Linked DNA regions of Gossypium hirsutum: region 2 is linked to region 1. Evidence: chromatin contacts called from public Hi-C data. All regions are on one chromosome and are shown on one strand. The core of a region is the stretch at or near the end of the contact, and the rest is flanking DNA. Distances in the headings are between cores, read along the strand shown. Region 1 holds the start of LOC107948884 (L-type lectin-domain containing receptor kinase IV.1). Region 2 holds the start of LOC107948056 (ribulose bisphosphate carboxylase/oxygenase activase 2, chloroplastic).

What was found. Hi-C and Micro-C count contacts between places; a contact is called where the count stands out from the background.
Region 2: a contact with region 1 is called in a Hi-C map of leaf, with 1.8 times the contacts expected there. The contact joins the promoter of LOC107948056 here to the promoter of LOC107948884 in region 1. A contact is called at or near these places in 2 of 34 Hi-C or Micro-C datasets (both in leaf).

The regions. Positions count from the first base shown.
Region 1 is chrA04:73,696,919-73,702,321 of Gossypium_hirsutum_v2.1, reverse strand. It overlaps LOC107948884 (L-type lectin-domain containing receptor kinase IV.1), which reads left to right and starts at 2,195. Exons shown (of 1, transcript XM_016883542.2): 1 at 2,195-4,578. The coding sequence starts at 2,449. The coding sequence ends at 4,464.
Region 2 is chrA04:73,870,305-73,875,232 of Gossypium_hirsutum_v2.1, reverse strand. It overlaps LOC107948056 (ribulose bisphosphate carboxylase/oxygenase activase 2, chloroplastic), which reads left to right and starts at 2,671. Exons shown (of 7, transcript XM_041111373.1): 1 at 2,671-2,818; 2 at 3,091-3,389; 3 at 3,491-3,596; 4 at 3,696-3,781; 5 at 3,956-4,428; 6 at 4,514-4,795; 7 at 4,899-4,928. The coding sequence starts at 2,774.

The sequences.
Region 1 (5,403 bases), core at 946-3,445:
ACGATGTTGGAACAATGATGATCTCAAGTCTAAAGATCATACATACAATTATTACTATGAGAAATATTGTGACTATTACATGATAATCCAAGAAGCATTCTCATAGTGGATTAGTCCAATATATCGTTCTTTAACTATACTTATATGTTGACTTGATATCACATATTAGTTTCAATGCATTATTGTTATCCAAATTTATAACAATACTTGACTAAGGACATTTAAGAATGATCATTCTTAGGACTTTATCAATATGTAATTTATTTAATACAAAAATAAAGACCAAAAATAATAATGACAACGTATTTATTAATAAACTAGGTAACCTAGTATTTTATTGTAATCTTCATATAATTAAAGACATACTCCAATAAAAACATACTAAAGTACGTTCTATTCTACGTCATTGTTATTGCAATATCAAAGGTATCAACTAAGTTAAGACTTAATTAACATATAAAATAAGTTTTTTTATAATTTTAATAATTTATAAATTTAAATTTTTTTAACTTACATAAATTATGTAGAAAGAATTGTAAAAGTAAGGTGCATTATATTGTACCTAAGCATAGTGCCAATCTCAACTACCTAATCTGTTCTCCTGTTTTCTTCTTTAGTGGGTGGGCCCATCGACTTTTTTGTTGTATTAATATTGTTATTCAATATCCTAGGACTGGCTGTTGACTAAGAAGAAACGAAAGAAAAGGAAAATGACAAAAGAACGAGAAAAATTGTGTTTTGTTTCATACAGTTTCAAGATAAGTAATAACGTAACATGATTTCAACTCACTAATTAAAAAATCTAACAACAGTTTTAACCACTATTTTATACAAATTAAAATTTTATTTGTATTTTTTTATATTTGTACTATACTAAGATATTTTATCTGTGAATTTGTTGGCTTCAATTTTATATATATATATTCTAATTAATTGTTAGATGCTTATTAAAAGTTTAATTAATTTTTTTAAAATCATAATCACTTTTATTAAATCAAAGATAAATCCGTAAAATTAAAAAATAACTCAGGTTTTTTTTATTAACACCAATTCTGATATAATGCATATTGCATGTGATACTTATTTTTAAAATTTATTAAATATTACATTTTTATAAATTTTTTAACACCTCTCAAAACATCTCTATATTCACCGAACTAATCTAATTTGATTAATCGGTTGATTAATCAATCTAATTCGGTTGAAAGTCAGTTAAAATTTTTTTTGAATTTCGGTTAATGGTTAATTCAATTCGAAATTAGGTAATTAATCAAATTAGCCGAACTTAATAAATAATATTATATATTATATATATTAAGCTATTACTAATTCGGTTAATTCAGTCAAATGAACATTATTAATTTATTTTTCACATATTCTATACTTGTTTTAACAAAAGAAAAAAATATAAATATAAATTTTAGTTTGATTAATTGAATTAAAAAATTTAATTAATTCGATTAAAAAATATTAGTTGTGATTTACTCAAATTTAAAAAAAAAATTATGGGCAATCGGTCCATTTTTCTTACCTTTTTATTTTAAACAAAAAAAAGGTTGAAAATATTTTCTTAATGCAAGATTTGCTGAAATTATTTTTAGCATGTAATCATTTACTCCTTCAAATATTATTTATCATGCACTACCACTTTAATGAAATTAGAGAAAGGATTGTATGAAACAGTGACGCCACGTCATTTGTATCCCTTTCCAATAGTTTTATGTCACATCAGTACTGTTATCCTGAATTTTAGGATTTTATTTTGGAAAAAATTAAATCCAAATTAAAATACTAAAATTCAAGATAAAATCTTGAAATTTAAGATAAGAATACTGATGTGGCATAAAACTATTGGAAAGGGATACAGATGACGTAGCATCACTGTTTCATACAATCCTTTTCCATGAAATTAAACCATTTAAAAAATTCAATAGTAATTTTACATTTAACTATAATTAAGCCAACAAAGGTAAAATTCCTTCTTCTTTTTTTTTTTTAAATAAAAAATAAAAACCTAGCTATTCTATATTAGATTCTGTAAGTTGAATAAAGGATGACAACTATTTAACCTTCCTATGGTTTTAGGGCCTCAATTCTTATCAAAATTGTTAGATTCTGTTAAAGTGGTAGCATAAATAAATTTTCGAATAATCTTAATCATTTTAAATTTATTATTGACTCATGTAACAACCAATAATATCAACCTTCAAATAATATTATAAAAGATGATCAAATTATTCCAAAATAAAATACAACATTAAATCTCAATTTTCAGCAGGGATTTTAACCATAATTAATCTGTCATAAAAATCAAATCTATTTCATGGTAGAGATTCTATGGACTTTCATACTGATCTCAAGCACCATAACGTGATCCATAAATAAATAAAGGTCAAAGATTAGAGAACCAAAGACAGAACCGAAAGAGAAGCAAAGTAAACCGCGACTATGGCAATGTGTTTCACTTTCAGATTAGCAATTCTGCTAACTCTTCTGGTAAGCTTAGCAGCCAGAGATGATTTTGGTTTCATCTACAACGGATTCCGGTCGGCTAATCTAAGCCTTGATGGCATCGCAGTGCTCACTTCCAATGGACTCCTAAAACTCACCAATGAAGCCGAAAGACAACAAGGACATGCTTTCTATCCTCACCTTGTAAACTTCAACAACTCTACCAGCCGTTCAGTTTCTTCCTTCTCTACCATCTTTGTCTTCGCTATTATCCCTCAATACCCAACTGTCAGCGCACACGGAATGGCTTTCGTGGTTTCACCAACCAGGGGCCTCCCCGGAGCTGATCCAGGCCAATATCTCGGACTCTTCAACAAGTCCAACAACGGCGACGGTAGAAACCACGTTGTTGCTGTAGAATTCGATACGCTACTAAGTCCCCAGTTTGATGACATCAATGACAATCACGTTGGGATTGATATAAACGGGTTAAAGTCTAATTTATCTATTCCAGCAGGATATCACGAGGATGGAAGCCGTCAGTTTAGAAACCTTAGCCTGATTGGGCAAAGGATACAAGTTTGGGTTGAATATCATGGTCTAGAGAAGCGAATGGATGTTACTTTAGCTCCATTTAGACTTTCTAAACCCAAGACTCCACTTTTATCTTTGCCTCTTGATCTTTCTTCAATAGTTAACAATGGGATGTATGTTGGTTTTTCATCCTCAACTGGCTCTGTTCTCACATCTCATTATGTCTTGGGTTGGAGCTTTAAGATGAATGGTCAGGCGCGAGAGCTTACCCTGTCTCAGCTTCCAAAGCTTCCTCCTGTAGGACCGAAGAAAATATCAAGGCTTTTGACAATCGGGTTGCCTTTGATTTCAGTGAGTGTGATTTTGGCAGCAGTTTCAGGTGTAGTTTATTTCATGAGGAGGAAGAGGAAATTTGCTGAAGTTGTTGAAGATTGGGAGCTTGAGTATGGGCCTCATAGATTCAAGTTTAAAGATCTGTATGTTGCTACAAAAGGATTCAAAGACAAGGAGCTATTGGGTTCTGGTGGCTTTGGAAAAGTCTATAGAGGAGTTCTTCCAACCAGTAAACTTGAGGTTGCCGTGAAAAGAGTTTCACATGAATCGAGACAAGGGATGAAGGAATTCATAGCAGAAATTGTGAGTATCGGTCGTCTCCGTCACCGGAATTTGGTTCAACTCTTGGGATATTGCCGGCGTAAGGATGAGCTACTTTTGGTCTATGACTACATGCCAAATGGAAGTCTCGATAAGTACTTGTATGGCCAGCCAAAGCTCACCCTTAATTGGAGACAAAGATTCAGAGTCATCAAAGGCGTAGCATCAGGATTGTTTTATTTACATGAAGAATGGGAGCAAGTTGTGATTCACAGGGATGTTAAGGCTAGCAATGTTTTGCTTGATGGTGAACTAAATGGAAGACTGGGAGATTTTGGGCTTGCTAGATTATATGATCATGGAACTGAACCACAAACAACTCACATTATGGGCACACTTGGTTATTTGGCTCCTGAGCATACTCGAACCGGGAGAGCTACACCTTGCACAGATGTGTTTGCTTTTGGGGCATTTGTGCTTGAAGTTGCTTGTGGAAGAAGGCCAATTTTACAGTCTCCAACAGACAATGTCATCTTGGTGGACTGGGTGTATTCTTGTTGGTGCAAAGGTGATATTCTTGAGGCAAAGGATCCATATTTGGGTTCAGATTATGCAGCTGAGGAAGTTGAGCTGGTCTTAAAACTTGGGTTGATATGCTCCCACTCGCAGCCTGAAGCAAGGCCAACCATGCGCCATGTTGTTCAGATTTTAGAAGGAGATATGCCTTTTCCGGAACTATCATCACTCAGTCTCTCTTCCAGTGGCTTAGCATTTGCCCATGGTGAGGGCTTCGATGGTTTCTCCATGATGTATACAACTTCCACTTACAATGGAACATCCCAATCATCTACCGTTGCAGCATCTCATCTTTCAGGAGGTCGATGATTGTAAACTTTTCTCAGTTTGTAATAAATTATTTATTATTAAAATATGTTTATGTTTGTTTTATAATTCATGACAATTTTTTTGTATCAATATCATCACCAAAATTTGAACTTAGTTCAATACTTATAGATAGTTTTTAATAAATTTTAGTGAATAACTTTGAAATGATATTACGAGCTAGATAATGAACGTTTCTTGCTGGCTTAAGAAATTACTGATAAAGATCCCTAAACATAACTAATAGCATAAAGGTTGTTTGAGAAAAATCAAATCCATATGTTGAAAATTTTCAAACTGAAACTTCAAAATTTCTAAAATTATTCGTTGAATCTGACAAATCTATCACTCTAATGCGCTTTTAACTTGGCACAAAAGTTTTAAATAATTAAAATCAATAACCCCATCCTTCCAACAATCAAGCATTAAAGTTTAGGTTTAAAAATTATATATTAAAAAGAAACCTGCTCTCAAAGGCATTTAGATATGTGTCTAAATCAATCAGTAAAAAGAAACCTGCTCTCAAAGGCATTTAGATATGTGTCTAAATCAACTATAACTGCTATGAAAAAGCTATTATTGCAACCTTACAATGGAATTTTTTTTATTTTTTATTTATAAAATTTTAAATTAGTAATGATAAAATTATATTTTAATTTTCTTAAAAATAATAAAAATTTAATTTAATTCTTTAAAAATTATAAAGATATAATTTATTGAAATGATGAAATTACATTTTACTATTGTAAAAATTTATAATTTAATTCTGACCCTCCCAAAAAAATTTTCCTCACTCCACCGTTAACAAACTAAATAAAAACATGTGTTCTTATCTCACAAGAAAGGATCTTCATGGGACGAAAAAAACATTTTTTTGTTAAATTTTTTTTTAAAAAAATTGTTATAAAAGTTTATTTATTGACTCAATATTTTTTAAAATTT
Region 2 (4,928 bases), core at 1,422-3,921, 170 kb before region 1:
TTATATCTGAGCTACTAATAAAGAACTCTTTTCTTTCATCACAAAGCCTCTATCTTGCCATACCTAAAAGGCCAGGGCCCCTTTCAACCACCTCATCCTTACTATCTTGATATGAGCTAAAATTTCTCGTGACAAAAGAGTAATTTCTATGAACTTAAATGAAACGGGGCATTTTCATCAAATAAGTCTGTTAGTTTGTTATTGCTGTTATAACTTTCCTTTTTGTCGTTTTTCTTTTATTTTCCCTGTAAACCAAGTAATATGATTGTAATACAGAGGCATGAAATATATATTAGGAAAACAACTCTTGGTTCTTTCCTTTCTTATTCTCTTGCCTCTCCCAATTCTATCATTCTTTTCCTATTTTCGGGGTTAAGTCATATCACATCTCTTATCATTTAACCACCCATTATTATCAACATAGAAGCCAAAAAAAAAAATGATGAAAGAAAATAAAAGATCCTTCATAAATAAAAAAACCTATTGTAAGAATTGGATTGGTGGTTAAGACGACTAGACCATCGATTTTTAATTCAATTGTTGAAATTTAAAAAAATAAAGTTTCAAAAAATAAAAATAAATAGAAAAATTCAAAAAAATAATTAAACTCTTCCATAATGAAAATAGCCGTTAACCCATTTAACTATTAACACTAAGTGATATGATAAATGAAATCATTGAAAAGCTGACACGAGTGGATAAATGTGTTGATGTGATATGTATATTTAAAAAAAATTTTAAAAAATTAAAAAATAAAAATTATTAAAATTTATAAATACACTAAAAATATTAGAAAAATTAAAACCATTTATATGCTTCTCATAAATTGATGAGAACTTTAGATAAAACAAAATAGAATTGTATAGATCTCCTTAGACAAAAATAGAATTGCTGGGAAGCATCTCGAACTGCACTGTTTTTTCAAATCAATAACAAGATAAGAAGGTCAAGAATTAATCAGAGCCAGTTTGGTCACAGCTCGGTTCAATGCAGGCCCAAAACCCCAAACTAAAATAACACGATGTCTTTTCAAGATCGTGACAGCTGCACTTTGAAACCAAAGAACCGACGTCCTCTTGTCATGTATTTGGCCACATTGTTGGTTTCTTTTTCTTACATTGAACGGAGAAGTTTCTGGAGTTGCCAATGCCATCCGGCATTCAATTTAATTTATCTTCAACTGCCAACAACCACACCCCTTTTTCTTGATTAAAGTACAATGCAACCACGGATGATGTTCTCAAGTTTATATTATTACATAGTTAATGAACAAAAAATAAGATATTCCCACTAAGTTTGAGATTTAAATATAAATATTAATTATTATTTTAAATCTACCTTTTAAGAATTTTCATAATATTTCTTTATAAAAAAAATCTAAAAATAAAGATACAGTGGGAGAACAAAACTAAACTTAGTTTCTATGTTTTTAAGTGTATCATACGAATAAAATTTTACTCTTATTTATACGAGGTCTCATATCTCTTTATAGGAACATAATTATCCAAATGAATAGTCATATCTTTAGTATAATCATAATTATTCAATAGATATCTATTTGAATAATTATGATTCTTTTTTTATTAGGTGAATTTCTACCAAATCTTCAATATAATCTAATTGTTTTCATATTGTATGAAAATTGATATTTGTATCGTTATTTTATTCTACTATCATTTTAATAACTTTTGATGAGATTTATTTTCCTGCACTACCAGGAGCTCTCATTCTTAAAGAACTTACTTTTATTCTAATATTTTTGTGAAGATATTGAACCTCCATTAAAGGAGAATGTTGAGATTCAACTGCTCCTTTATTGGTTTATCATCTAGTATTATTTTTTATGGGTATTCATTTTAAGTTGTTTTTGTAATTTTAAATCTTGACAAATTTTTAATCTTTTTTTTAGGCGAAACTAATTAGTTCACCATAGGTAAGGTTTTTCATATGAAATAATATATCTGTAATTTCCTCTAATTTGATTTCTAATCTTTTCTCCTAATGAAGTAGGAAGTCCTGCTAGAAGATTTTCTTTCTAAAACGATTATTAATTATCAAATCTTTGCATAACTCTAATTATAAAGACATTTTTATACCGTTTCTATTGAATAATTATGAATATTTGTTAATAATTAAATAACATAACTTTTAAATTTAAAATACATAATTCAGAATTTTTTTATTAATAATAAAGTTACATTAACTTTTAGTTCATACTTTGAAACACTATATATATTAAAAATGTTTCAACAAACTTACCAATAAAGAAAAATACAAAGTTGTAGGCAATGTTTAATATGGATAGCTCTGACTAACCATTTATTTTATTTTTCTGGAGATTACTCGGTAACAAAAGAAATTAATTATTGTTATCAGCAATAATATCTTGATTTCGATAAAAAAAAAATGGGTAGCTGTTTAATTGACGCAGGCCAAACCATTTGGGTGGGGAACATAAGCTTAAACCCCAAGCTCATAGGCAACACTGTTCCGCGAAGCCTCCATTTTATTTGTATGTAACCAAAACTAGCCCCACATCCAAAACAAACGTCTACCTCACCAAATGCCCCCTCATAAAACTCCAAATTGTAAATGTATGGCCGTTAGCCAATTCGTAAGCTAATCCACAGGTTTTGCCCACTTCCTTCCAATACCTCCTCCCTATAAAGTCCCCCACCACACCTAACTTCATCTTCAAACCACAACACTCCAGCAACTGTTTCGAGTTTTTTCTTTTTTAGACTTTCCCAATTCTGATCTCAGCCGTTGAGACATGGCTACTGCTGTCCCAGCCGTTGGAGCTGTTAACAGAGTGCCGGTATTACTATGTTTTTTCCCGCCTATTTTTTTGATCTTGTCTTAGTCATTACCGTAGCGTCTCTCGACTTTGTAGTCCTTCAACTGTCTCTTCTTCATTGTTTTAATCGTCTTTTAACTCCTAGAGGGAAAAAGAAATGCATTTCTAGTCATTTGTTTCTTGTTTATATACAGTTAAGAAGAAGATCATAATTAAGTAATAAGGATATGCATTCTGTTATTTTATTAGAAGCTTGTGGTGTTGTAGTTAAAAAGAGAGTTTCTTTGTTACAGCTGAAGTCGAATGGCCGTGGTCCAAGTCCAAGCTCAATATTCTTGGGAAAAAGTGTGACGAAGGGTACCTCAAAGGTCAACCAGAACAAGGTTTTTCCCAAGAATTTCAAGGTTGTTAGTGAATATAAGCAGACCTCAAAAGACAGGTGGGTGGAACTCGTCCATGATGAATCTGATGACCAACAGGATATTACCAGAGGAAAGGGAATGGTGGACACTCTCTTCCAGGCTCCTGTGGGAACTGGAACTCACCATGCTATCATGAGCTCCTATGACTACATCAGTCAAGGTCTTCGCACGTAAGTTGCATGCTAAGGGATTTCATGTTAAAAAGTTTATGCAAATTTGAAGAAATCATGGAATTGTAGTGTGGGAATTGACGTCGCTCAACTGTTTGTAGGTTCAACTATGACAATATCATTGATGGGTTCTACATTGCTCCTGCGTTCATGGACAAGGTTGTTGTTCACATCACAAAAAACTTCTTGAATCTGCCAAATATTAAGGTTTGTTCATAAAATGTTTCGAGATATGTTTAATCAGCTAAGTCTATCATTTTGATGAATATCAATAAAGTTGGATACTTTTGTGAATAACTGTGACAGGTTCCTCTTATTTTGGGTATTTGGGGAGGTAAAGGCCAAGGGAAATCATTCCAATGTGAGCTTGTCTTTGCCAAGATGGGAATCAAGTAAGTCTATATCCTTATTGTTCCATCCCTCTCTTTCACATACTTGAGTGATTCAGGAAAATTGTTGACATTTGTTAGCCTATTAGTTTGACACAAATTGCTTGATTTTTTATAACAAGAACCTTCAAATTTTCATTTACATCCTTAATCTTTAAATCTGTTGACAATATCCAGTCCCATTATGATGAGTGCTGGTGAACTGGAAAGTGGGAATGCTGGAGAGCCTGCAAAATTGATTAGGCAAAGGTATCGTGAGGCAGCAGATATCATCAGAAAGGGAAAGATGTGTTGCCTCTTTATCAACGATCTCGATGCAGGTGCGGGAAGGATGGGAGGAACCACCCAATACACGGTCAACAATCAAATGGTGAATGCTACCCTCATGAACATTGCTGATAACCCTACAAATGTTCAGCTCCCTGGTATGTACAACAAGGAAGAGAACCCTCGTGTTCCTATCATAGTTACCGGTAATGACTTCTCCACATTGTATGCTCCTCTTATCCGTGATGGTCGTATGGAGAAATTCTACTGGGCCCCTACTCGGGAAGATAGGATTGGGGTGTGCTCGGGTATTTTCAGAACTGACAATGTTCCTCGGGAAGACATTATCAAGCTTGTTGACACTTTCCTTGGACAATCTATTGGTGATTACCCATCTTTGAATTGAGGATATTTCCTATTGGTTGCTGACGAGAGAACGCTAATTATCTTTAATTACTTTTGTTGCAGATTTCTTTGGTGCTCTCAGGGCAAGAGTATATGACGATGAAGTGAGGAAATGGATTTCAGATGTTGGGCTGCAAAATGTTGGCAAAAGACTTGTGAATTCGAGGGAGGGACCTCCTACTTTCGAGCAGCCCGAAATGACTCTTCAGAAGCTACTTGAGTATGGAAACATGCTTGTCCAAGAACAAGAGAACGTGAAGAGAGTGCAGTTGTCTGATAAGTACTTGAAAGAGGCAGCTCTTGGAGATGCTAATGATGATGCCATCAAGAATGGAAGTTTCTATGGTTAGACCCCTTGATGGTGGCTTTAGGATTATAAATAAATGAAAAACACAATAAAGGATATAGGAAGCTTACATGTAAGCTTTTCATAATTGTTTGGCTGCAGGCAAAGCAGCTCAGCAGGTTAGTCTTCCTG